Linked DNA regions of Rattus norvegicus: region 2 is linked to region 1. Evidence: chromatin contacts called from public Hi-C data. All regions are on one chromosome and are shown on one strand. Each heading gives the region's core, a stretch centred on a gene start, on an enhancer-like site or on the middle of the called end of the contact. The rest is flanking DNA. Distances are from core to core; before and after follow the strand shown.

Region 1 (2,864 bases), core at 149-2,648:
AACTGTTGACAGAGAACAGCTGAGGGAGCGCCTGATGTCAATATCTACAGGGAAGTGCACATATGTGTACTTGCACCAGCACATATGCTTGCACGAGTGCACGCGCGCACACACACACACACACACATCACTCAAAAGAGAGTGAAAGTAAGTCAGAGTGAGGGAGAGGGAGAAGGACAAGGAGGGAGAGAGAGGGGGAGGGGAATGCACGGGAATACATGTTCAAATCAGGCAATGAGCTATGAAGCACTAGGTATAAATAATGCCCATGCTGGGGCAGTGATCCCTAAAGGGAAGATGTTATCTGGCCTGTAATATATGGCCTTCATGTCTCACTTCCTGCTTCCTTTTCCAAGTAGCAGAGCAAGCATCCCACATAGGACATTGATAAGTCACTATGGAGGCTCAGCATGGACACTTGTTTGCAGACTCTACTCCACCCCTCAGTTACCTTCTACCTTTTCAGTTCCTCAGGGGTAAAGGACTGCCATGTTTCTCTATGGTCATGGTGCCTGTCACATATAGGAGCTATCCCATAAGTACATAACTGGTGTTTTAGAAATAGGGCACCCTGGGGAGAACTTATTTATGGATGGATAGGATAACATTAGATGGCCACAGGCATTGCATAGCCAGATGGTCTGAAAGTACTTGTGCCAAGAAGATAAACTCACTTAGCCATTATCTGTATAGCTCCTGACCCTCGAGTTATGACAGAGAAATCATTGCAACAATGTCTCCAGTAGGGAAAGCTGATACAAGTTAACCAACTGTCACAGAGTATGAGTAAACACATTGTAGACCTTCAGAAGGGGTAAATCTAAAATATGGGTGTTATAGAAAGATACAGTCAGAATGTCACAATTCCCACGAAGTTTAAAGCATGTAAATCAATGCTAGCTTTTGTTTTCCAGCTCAAACATTTAGACAAAAATGTCCACAAGCAAGGATAACACTCCAAACTTAAGATACTATTGTTCCGGGAAGCAATGGAGGGAATAAGGGAAATAGGGAGGGATGGAGGAAATGTGGAAATGCGAACCCGAGGGAGTGAAATGAGGTGGAGGGAGTATGGAGGAATGGGGGAGTGTAAAGGGAGCTCAGGGTGGGGTAGCATGGAGGAGATGGGGGTGAGGTGGAGTGGGGGACAGACCCTCAAATGTAATTGTAAAAAAGCGTGGAATCACGTTTTACTGTAAGAACCGACTGGATTCTTAGGGAAATCGTTTCTCCTCAGTGCTTGCTAGATATTTGACGTTACCACAAATTTGAAAGTTCTTTGTTTTAACAAGGAGAAAACTTAAAAAAAAAAAAAAAGTTTTCAAAGAAGCTTGGGCTGCGTTAGAAAAGCCGGGTCCTCAAGAGCTGAGACCGCTGGGTGGCGCCATGTACCGCAGGGAGCCTCTGGGTGGCGCAGGCAGATGCTGGAGAGCTGAGCAACCAGTTTTTGCCACAGGACACGGAAAAACTTGGGAGAGAGAGTTCCGAAGGGCAAATGAAAACAGTCTCGGGACATCTACAGCAGGGCAGTGTGGTCCCGGTAGGAAGGTGGCGGTGAAAGCCGCCGACCCAAACACCCTCTTCTAATGGGGCAGCTTCTCAGCAAGTCCTGCGCTCCTGTCCCCAAAGCAGGGAGGAAGGGGCTGCTGGCCCCGGCTGCAGGCCAAAGGATGCTTGCCGGTGACGGTGACGGTGACGGAGTTCAGTAGGTCTCATGAGCTCTCATCAGGAGGTTCTCCCCAAAATCCACCTATAGGTTGACACAACTTCAAAATCCTAAAGGGCTTTCTGTTTGTTTGTTTGTTTGTTTCTTACTTTTTAGGTTTTGTTGCTGTTTGTTTTGTTTATCTTTTTGGTTAAAATTGTTAAGTAACTGGGTTCGGTCCCCAGCTCCGAAAAAAAGAAAAAAAATTGTTAAGTAACAAGCACCTCAGTGCTTGCTAGATATCACAAATAATTAAAATAATTTTGAAAAAAGGGACCAAGCTGGACAGTTTATATTTACCAGATTTCAAGATGAACTGCACAGCCAGAGTTGAGATAGACGACGGGCGTCACACAGAAACATGGGTGATCAACTTTACAGAGGGAGGCGTTATTTACACAGCATAAGATGCACCCACTTTAAAGACAAAATGTGTTCACACAGGGGCCAAAAGCATGACCAGTGTAGTGTCTCAGTCATTCTAAATGTCACCTTCCTGCCTCGGGGCCCCTCTCCATCTTTGGTCATTCCACAACCACACGTGTGTTTGATTCCTACCATTTGGACTTTTCTAGAACATCATTACAAACTGTAAGCTCATCTGTGTTGTCTTTTCCCTTAACATCAGCCGATCACGTTTTTTGATGTTAATCGTTATTATGCTAACGTCCTTCCCTTAACACCGTTTCCTACTGGGTAGTAAGCTTGCCACTTGCTGGTGGGTTACACACAACTTGTTTGTTTTATCCAGGCACTGATTGGTGGATATTCTCATTTGGATCAGTAAGAATAGTGCAGAACAGATCTTTAAATAGACACATTTTTATTTCTCTTGGGCAAATACCAAGGGAGTAGAGTTGCTATGTTATACAGTTCACGTGTGTTTACCTTTAGAAGGAATTGTTAAACTACTTTGCGTTTCCACCCAGCAATTCATGATCACCCTGTTGAATAAATCCTGACTGACATGTTGAATGGTCAATCTTTTCCAACTTCTACTATCAGTGGAAGGAGAGTGATATCTTACCCTCTGTGGTGGTTTGAATACACTTGGCCCAGTGAGTGACATTATTAGAAGGTGTGGCCTTGTTGGAGTGGGTGTGGCCTTGTTGGAGGAAGTGTGTCACTGTGGGGGCGGGCTTCGAGATCCTTCTCCGAG
Region 2 (2,700 bases), core at 131-2,630, 71 kb after region 1:
TCCTCTCCCCAGCAAACAAGTTGCTGGGAATCTCCTCCATCTAGGCTTCCTGAGTCAGAGCCCGGGAAGGGAGGAAGTTCTGGCATCGCTGTGGCTGGATAACCCTTTCATGGTATGGGTGGGTATCCCTGTGACAATCTTCTTACCAGACACCTAGCTGTCTAAGGTCCCAGAGGACTGGGGTCGATCCGATGGCAATGGCATTCCCATGTGCCGTAGTCTGCTCTGGCCTGTCATAGGTTTCTGAGAGGTCTGATCAGGACAGAGTAGTGGAACAAACACAACTGTGTGACGGACTTGAAGGCTGAAGGAGGTGGGACAACGAAGTTTCACACCCGAGAAACTTTAAGCAACAGAAAATGTACTGGGGGCTTGAATTCCCAAATTGAGAGCAGGGGACTTGGCTCCCTCTAAGAGCACTGAGAATTTGGATCTGTTGAAAATGGCTCCCCGGACTTTTGATGTCTTGTTGATCCTTGGTTTGTAGGGGCACCACTCCGGTCCTCCAGTGCCACACCGACTTTGCCTTGTGGCCATCATATACTATGGATGGACTGTGTGGAAGTGGTGGCTCTTTTCTGTCCGTCTGCTTCTCCAATGGTAAGAAGAGGTTCTATTATCCCAAGGCAGGCTTTTTTGTGATATCACAAAAATGACTATTCTGTGGCTTCATAATAGATCTTTGAGGACCATTCCAATACTGGTATTCTATGATTTTATAGTAGGAAGTTAAATCGCGAAGGACTGGGTGTGGTGGCACAGACCTTTAGCACTCAGGAGGCAGAGGCAGGTCGATCTCTGTGAGTTCGAAACTAGCTTGGTCTGCATAGAAAGACCTGTCTCAAATAAAAAAAGAAAGAAAAGAAAAGAAAAGAAAAGGAAAAAGAAGATGATTACAAAGATTAAATAGAAACGGGAGCTATATCGTTCAGTCAGCTAACATCTCTTATCTTTGTGGAGTGAGTCACCCGTGAGCCTCAGTTTTCTGTCATAAGACAGAAATAGCAACAAGGTTTCATACGGCGATGGGAGAGTGCTAGGAAGTAGATCTCTAAGGCAGACAGCGGGTCTCTCACTGACACGATTGCTGGGTCAGGACTCAGCTGACCTAACACAGAGGAGGGGCGGGGCGGGCGGGCGGGCGGGAAGGGGCGGGGCAAGAAGGCCGGCTTTGTTCTCGCCCCGCCCCGCTCTAGATATCGCGAGAGGGCGGGCCGGGCTTGGCTTTGGCATCCGCGTCGCTCCCGCGCTGGGCCACTAGGCCGGCCTCCTCCGCGGGCCGCGGGCTGCTTTGCCGGCGGCGAAGGGCCGCCAGCCGCGCGGCGTCAGCTGTGGCGTTGCGGTCATTGTGTCGTGCGGGAGACGCTGGTAGTGGTTTCCGCGACAGCAGGTGCGACTGCTTTAGCCCGGCCTGGGCTCCACGGCTGCCTGGAGGGTCTCTGCAGTGCCCACCCCTTCTCCTCCGGGACCCCACGCCAGCAGCGACCCTGAGCCAGCAGCCGGAGCGACCGGCAATGGCGGCCTCGACGGCCTCGCACCGGCCCATCAAGGGAATCCTGAAGAACAAGACCTCTACGACTTCCTCGGTGGTGGCCTCGGCCGAACAGCCCCGCCGGACCGTCGAAGAGGAGCTGAGGTGAGAGCCGGGAGGCCGGCCTGGAAGCCTCGCCTTCCCGGCTGACAGGCGGCTACGGGGAGCCGGCCTTAGCCTTGCCCCTCCGGCCGCGGGGTGGAGTGGGACCGGAGCCGCCAGAGGCGGTGGCGTTTGTCTCGTTTATTTTCTAAGTACACGCACATTTTAAGCCTGGCTTTTGAACTTCGTGTCCTTCGGAACGCTAAGGAATCAGATTGAAGTTTCAAAGCTTTAACTGTTAAGCTTTTATTATGCCCCTAGCCTAAGCCAAGGTAGCTAAAATTCTAAGGCAAAGGAGTTTCTTTTTTGCCCTTCAATTTCAATCTAGGTTCAGGCTAATGAGATCAACACTTTAAAAAAAACAACCAGAAGCACAAACACATTTATTTCTCCATTAAGCACTTTACTGCGTTCGTCTCTCAGTTCCTGGTCTGTCATTATCTCTGCACTAAATGAAACCAAAATTTTAAAATCAGTCATCTGCATTTAATGGAAAGTTACTGTTGCTAAATATTTTTGTACCTGGAGCTAGAGGTTTGGGTGCTTTCTATCTAGTTTTGGGTCCTGTTTTGCATATCTAAACGCAGTTCTTCAGAGAGAAGCAACTTGAGATATTGACGTAAAGCATTGTGTGTATTAGTAAATACCTGGAAACCGCCCAAGGTCCATTAGTGAGAACTGGTGAAATATTAATTATGGTACATTTGTATAATGGAAAGATATTCCAGCCTGAAAAAACAGAGAGGTGTTCTGGCTACAGAGAAAACTACCCAGGCTTCAGTGCTCAATGAAAATAGTGTGACAGTAGTACAGCGTCTAGGGTATAACTAATTATACCACCGGGTCAGACTCTAAGGGGGCCTCGAATAGTCTAAGTTACTAAAATTATAATAGGAACTCTTGCATTCAGAAACAAGGCTTAAGAAAGATTACTGAAGTCCGTGGAGGTAGCAGTGAGAATGCTGTGAAGTCTTAGACTTTTAGAAGTAGGGCACTCCTATATTAAGGATCTAATTTGGAATTTTTAGAGTAACTAGCTGGAAACAATTTTATGGGAAATTTGGAGA

What was found. A called contact is a pair of places that touch in the nucleus more often than the background predicts.
Region 2: a contact with region 1 is called in a Hi-C map of mammary epithelial cells, with 2.2 times the contacts expected there. The contact joins the promoter of Ppp1r2 here to the enhancer-like site in region 1. A contact is called at or near these places in 5 of 12 Hi-C or Micro-C datasets (the A7r5 cell line, Schwann cells, frontal cortex and 2 more).

What each region holds. Positions count from the first base shown.
Region 1 is chr11:82,904,838-82,907,701 of GRCr8, forward strand. No RefSeq gene overlaps it. Among named protein-coding and RNA genes, the nearest start is that of Apod, 30 kb to the right of the region's middle. Within about 2 kb of position 1,399, at least 16 of the 93 cell types and tissues checked have an H3K27ac peak or open chromatin away from gene starts, as enhancers often do.
Region 2 is chr11:82,976,254-82,978,953 of GRCr8, forward strand. It overlaps Ppp1r2 (protein phosphatase 1, regulatory (inhibitor) subunit 2), which reads left to right and starts at 1,381. Exons shown (of 6, transcript NM_138823.3): 1 at 1,381-1,636. The coding sequence starts at 1,515.